Linked DNA regions of Mus musculus: region 1 is linked to region 2. The links are chromatin contacts, called in public promoter capture Hi-C maps. All regions are on one chromosome and are shown on one strand. The core of a region is the stretch at or near the end of the contact, and the rest is flanking DNA. Distances in the headings are between cores, read along the strand shown.

What was found. Capture Hi-C pulls out chosen DNA fragments and counts their contacts.
Region 1: a contact with region 2 is called in a promoter capture Hi-C map of liver, with 2.9 times the contacts expected there. The contact joins the promoter of Proser3 here to the promoter of Lgals7 in region 2. A contact is called at or near these places in 2 of 39 promoter capture datasets (hippocampal neurons and liver) and 2 of 9 other capture datasets (adipose tissue and liver).

Annotation. Positions count from the first base shown.
Region 1 is chr7:30,551,009-30,553,708 of GRCm38.p6, forward strand. It overlaps Proser3 (proline and serine rich 3), which reads right to left and starts at 1,297. Exons shown (of 12, transcript NM_001382459.1): 1 at 1,200-1,297. Hspb6 (heat shock protein, alpha-crystallin-related, B6) reads left to right here and starts at 2,293. Exons shown (of 3, transcript NM_001012401.3): 1 at 2,293-2,524. The coding sequence starts at 2,327. Gm38670 (predicted gene, 38670) reads left to right here and starts at 1,820; the gene lies at 1,820-1,896.
Region 2 is chr7:28,862,945-28,865,644 of GRCm38.p6, forward strand. Lgals7 (lectin, galactose binding, soluble 7) reads left to right here and starts at 1,442. Exons shown (of 4, transcript NM_008496.4): 1 at 1,442-1,542; 2 at 1,887-1,975; 3 at 2,590-2,700. The coding sequence starts at 1,537.

The DNA.
Region 1 (2,700 bases), core at 47-2,546, 1.7 Mb after region 2:
TGCATGGGTAGTATTATGCCTGCATGTGCCTGTGCACATTTATGTATGTGCAATGCCCTTGAAGACCCTGGAATGAATGTGAGTAGCCATGTGATGCTGAGAACTGAACCTGGGACCTCTGGAAGACCAGCCCCTGCTCCCAACCAATGAGCCCTTTTTCCAGCCCCATTCAGGAAAAACCTGGTCTGTTGCATAGTTCTGTTTTGTTTTTAACTGACACTAATTGTACAAGTTTATGCGGCACAGTATGATATTTCAATACGTGTATACAATATGTTACAGTCAAATCAAGGTAACTAATTTCTACCTCTTTAAACATGTTCCAAGAAGCCCATTTCATGAAGCTCCAATTAATTCCACGAGGAAAAAAAAAAAAAACCCAAGTAATGTAGCCAAGAATGGTGGTGGATGCCTTTAATCCCAGAACCCAGGAGGAAGAGGCAGGAGTTTAAGGCCAGCCTGGTCTACAAAGTGAGTTCCAAGACAGGGCTGTGCAGGGAAACCCTGTCTTAAACAACAACAACAATACAAATCATTTTAAAAAGCACCCATATGGGCTGGACAGATGGCTCGGTGGTTAAGAGCACTGGCTGCTCTACCAGAGGTCCTGAGTTCAATTCCCAGCAACCACATGGTAGCTCACAATCATCTGTAATGTGGTCTGATGCCCTCTTCTGGCACACGGGAGTATATGCAGAGAGAGCACTCATATACCTAAAATAAATAATAAATCTTTTTTTTAAAAGCATACAAATGAAAAAAAGAATGAAAACAATAGGCAAAAACAAAACATTAACAAAGAGCCACGACGAAACCGTACACAATATGTTTCCGGTTAAACCTGTTAAGGGAAGGGGGAGGTGGTGGCATGACTCCCAAAGAGAAAGGGGCAGTAGAGACTACAATCCCCATGAATCACTGGGCTCCTCCTAAGTGAAAAAGTTCATAGACAACACCCCTAGATGTCTGGGGCAATTTGGAAACTAACGAACTAAATTTTCAAATTTCTTTTCGACTCTTCTTCGGCCCACCCTGCGGGAACAAAAGACATGAGACACTCAGAGATGTTGGAGGGCCCAAACTGTGTGGTATCTTGGGAGTTGTAGTTCTCCTGAGATTGGGCGGGAGACTTCAGGCTCACGTAAACCCGTGTTGCCTTCCCAGGCCTCCTGTGGTCTCTGAAAGAGGACCAACCTCACCTGCAGTCAGTTTGTCGGCATTTACCGCAGCCTTAGCGCCAGCGGAGCTTCTTCGCGGAACAACCCTGCGCCTACTCTCCTCGCTAAGCAACGCCGTCAGCCCCGCCCCTTTCTGGCTGTGCAGAGTAGGAGCGCGGCCTCCAAAGCGACCAATGATAGACTAGAAAATAAAAGTAACTGGAAAGCGGCCGAGGGGCGTTCTCTCTTGACGAACTGGGAGAGCGTGTGTTTGATTGGAGCGTGCAGCAGTAATTGGCAAGACTTCAGACCAATAGTAAGGATCAAAGGCCGGGCTGACGCTTGAAGAGCGCTAAGAGTCCTGCCTTTTACTCAGTCCTTATTTCTAACCGCCAGGATACCTGTTGGAGCGAAGGCCTGACTCCAGCCTAGCTACTATTGCAGGGCTAACCCGAGACGTCTGTCTTTACTTTGACTGCTATCCCGTCCTGATGGTCACCTTAACCACTTTCCTCTTGAGCAGCTGGCCGTACTCCTTGCCAGGCCCGGGCTCCTGGCCCAGGTAGTGGGATCAAAACGAGCTATTTCGGGCCCCGGCGCGCAGCCCCCGGGGGCCAACCTGGAGTGTTCATGCTCATGCCCCCTGGCCGCTGAGCACCCCAGGCTGAGTCAGAGGCACAGAATTAGGCCCGACCTACTCTGGGGTAGGGTCTGTTCTGTGTCCTCCTGACTGCCTGGCATGGGTGCAGCATTCTCCAGGAGTCTGTTACTAAGACTGATGCGTCATCCTCAGAGCTGCCAGCCTGGCGGAGATGGATTAAGAGGACTGAGAACTCTTTGGGGGACTAATCGGGACCCAGGGTCCCAACTGCCACAATGATTGCCACACCTATAAGGGTCTGCCTCCTAGACTTTTAGCTTCCCCTTACAGAAATGGAAAAAGGCTTAATGACATTTCCCTGGTGTCCTTTTCCGGGCATCCAGCAGGCGTTTAATAACTGGCCAAGTAATTATTGAAGTTTCTAAATAAGGAATACTAATGCCTGAGTTTGGCCTCAATCCCAGTGTCCCTGAGAGGCCCGCCGCAGGGGCGGCACAGGGCACAGTATAAATCGGAGCCAGCGTGCGTTTGGGCACTGCGGGGCCCAGGGTGGCAGCGTAGGAACAGGATGGAGATCCCCGTGCCTGTGCAGCCTTCTTGGCTGCGCCGTGCTTCAGCTCCTTTACCAGGTTTCTCTGCTCCGGGACGCCTCTTTGACCAGCGTTTCGGCGAAGGGCTGCTTGAGGCAGAGCTGGCTTCACTGTGCCCTGCTGCGATCGCCCCCTACTATCTGCGCGCCCCCAGTGTGGCGTTACCCACAGCCCAGGTGCCAGGCCTAGGGAGAGGGCCAATCCAACTACTAACAAGACTGGGGGCCAGGAGGGGGGTCTAACCCCGGGCCGGGGGTGCGGGAATGTCTGTTGATTTTTAACTTAGAGGAGAATGTCACCCCTCAGTGGGGCCATTGGGTGTCCCTTGAGTGCGGTATTCTGAGCCCCTCCC
Region 2 (2,700 bases), core at 192-2,691:
TCAAATGACCTCGTGCTGACTCTCTCGCCTTCACCTCCCACGCGCTGGTTTCCAGGTGGAGCAATCAGGTCCATCTCCAGCCTGTCTTCTCCAGGGCTCCTCCCCCAGCATCGCAGCGCCCACGTTTCTCTGGCATCTTCTGTGCCCTCTCTGGGCCACCTCACGGGATTCCTTGATGTGTATTCTAGGGTTGTGTGTGTTGCGGGCGTGGGGGGGGGGTCTGAATATGGGAAACTGGGACAGAGAAGCAGGAGAGGTAGCAAGTTCCTAATCTCCAAGGCAACTTTCCACTCCCAGCATGCATCTGGCCTCCGGCTCTGCCACCTGCTGGGTGGGGCAGGAGTAGGGTGGTGGGGATAGGGATGGGAAAGATCTTTCAGGAAGGCTGCTGGGCTGTTAGGAGTGGTAACTGCTCAGCGCTCCCACCCTCCCTTTGCCTGCCTTCCAGAAATTTCTCTTTCATTCTTTATGAGTCACCCCTACACACACCCACACACACATACACACACACACACACACACACACACACTTTCTCTATTTCTCTAGAGTGCTGGTCTAGGGAGACTAAAACTCAGGCTATTGGAAGTTTCCCCAATGTGTTTCATTTGATCTGGGTGGTGACTGGCAGCCCGGGACACCCACCAACCCATATTCCATCACACTCTCATTGGATGGGAAGGTGGGCTCAGTTCCAAGGAGGAGCTGATAGAGACCTGAAGAAGAAAAGTAGGAACCACTGAGAAGAGAGAGGGAGAGAGAGAGAGAGAGAGAGAGAGAGCGAGAGAGCAGAGCGCTGATCTTGATCTTTGGGCAAATTGTTCCCATGAGCACTGTTTCCTGTACGTCAGTACAGTGGCTCGATATACTCCACATATCCTGGTAAGGTTCAGACACACATCTGGACACCCAGAGGTCTCAGCAGCCTGGCCACTGTTAGTGAAACTTCATTATTTGACCCTCCGTTACTGGCCACTCCATTACTGACCACTTCAAACGTGCCAACACACTCTTGGTAACCTGGGGGGTAGGGTGGGGGCACAGCATAGGATAAAAAGGAATAGCGGGTTTCCTGGGGACCCCATTGAGTTATTATGCCTGTCTTTGACGGCAGAAGCAGAGGTGGCCAGGACAAAGCAGAGCAGCCTGCGCTCCAGGGAAGAGGCTCCTTTCAGAAAGGGTGGAGGCTGATGCTTGCGCAGCCTTTCTGGATCCACTAGATCTCCAGGGGAGTCCAGTGTCTGACAGGGCGGTAGGGGTATGAAAGGGGAGGTGAGAAGAGCACAGGGCAAACCTCCCCAGTCTTGGTATTAAAGGTTGTCCCTATCTCTAAGCCTAGGAAAAGGGGAGAGGGAGCTGGTGTGTGGGGGCAGGGCAGGAGGAGACTCGCCCGGCCTTGACAGCTTTGCCTTAGGGCAGGGGTCTGTGCCAGCTGTGGGCGTTGGATGGAAAGGGAGGAGCTGAACCACTACCTTGCCTTTACTTAAGGTCCCCTCCCACAGCGACTGGCCACATTGTTGCTGTATTGCTGTGCCCGCCATGTCTGTAAGTATACTGGGGCCCAAGCTGGGGAAACGGGGCTTTGGGACAAGGCCAAGTCTGGAAGCTGGGACTAGCTTAAACCTCCCCTTCAAAGCAAAAAACGGGTATCAGGAGAGCTGGCTGCTATCTCTTGGGTTTCACCAGCACGTCCTGATAGGTTGTCTCCCAGCTGGCTTTGCTTTCTTCTAACTGCATTGTCTCTGTCAGGTCTGTGTGCCTGTCTCTGCCTCTCCGTTAATCTGCATCCCTCTTGGTTTCTGCCTGGTCCCTGGAGTTCCTAGCTGGGGCTGACCAGTCTGTTTCTTTGTCTCCCTGGTTCTCATTCTTGCCCCACCCAATTCTTACAGGCTACCCAGCACAAGACCTCCCTGCCTCAGGGCGTCCGCGTGGGCACTGTCATGAGAATTCGAGGCATGGTCCCTGACCAGGCTGGCAGGTGATATCCCAGGTTCCAGGGGAAAGGGTGGGTGGGGCATCTCCTGGCTCAGTTGAACCCTGGTTCTTAGAGCCCACATATGGTGTCCCTGGAACCTTGTTTGCCATGTGGAGTCTTGGAGTCCCTATTGCTAGCTTAATTTGGATATTTTCACTGATGTTCCCCAAGACTTGTGGGTGGGTGTGCCCAAGTCTCCCTAAAAATGTAGGCTTCTAGAACAATAATAAGAATCCCTGGTTAGTCCTACGATCTCCATGTCCAGTTTTCCAGGACAATGAAAATCTCTCTTGGATCTTGAAGCTACCCTGGATGCCCAGGGTACCCGGTCATCAAGTCCATGACCTACTAAAATTGAGACCTTGGGCTTTGTGGGAATATTGATAACCTGGAATAGTGGGGTCCCTTGCTATTAACTCTGCTTATCTGGAGTGCGATTCCCTGAACCCCACTCAGGCACAGCAGGCCATCCCACAACCTAGGACAGCTCCAGGCTCTGGAAATGAGGGGGATCCTGGCTACAAACACAGGGACTCCCTATGGGTGTGGGTGTGCCGGTGGAACCACATAACTTGCACATGGTGGTTGCTGATCTTTGAGGCTTACTGTCCCCGAAGGTTCCATGTAAACCTGCTATGCGGTGAGGAGCAAGGAGCAGATGCCGCCTTGCACTTTAACCCGAGGCTGGACACTTCCGAGGTTGTCTTCAACACCAAAGAACAAGGCAA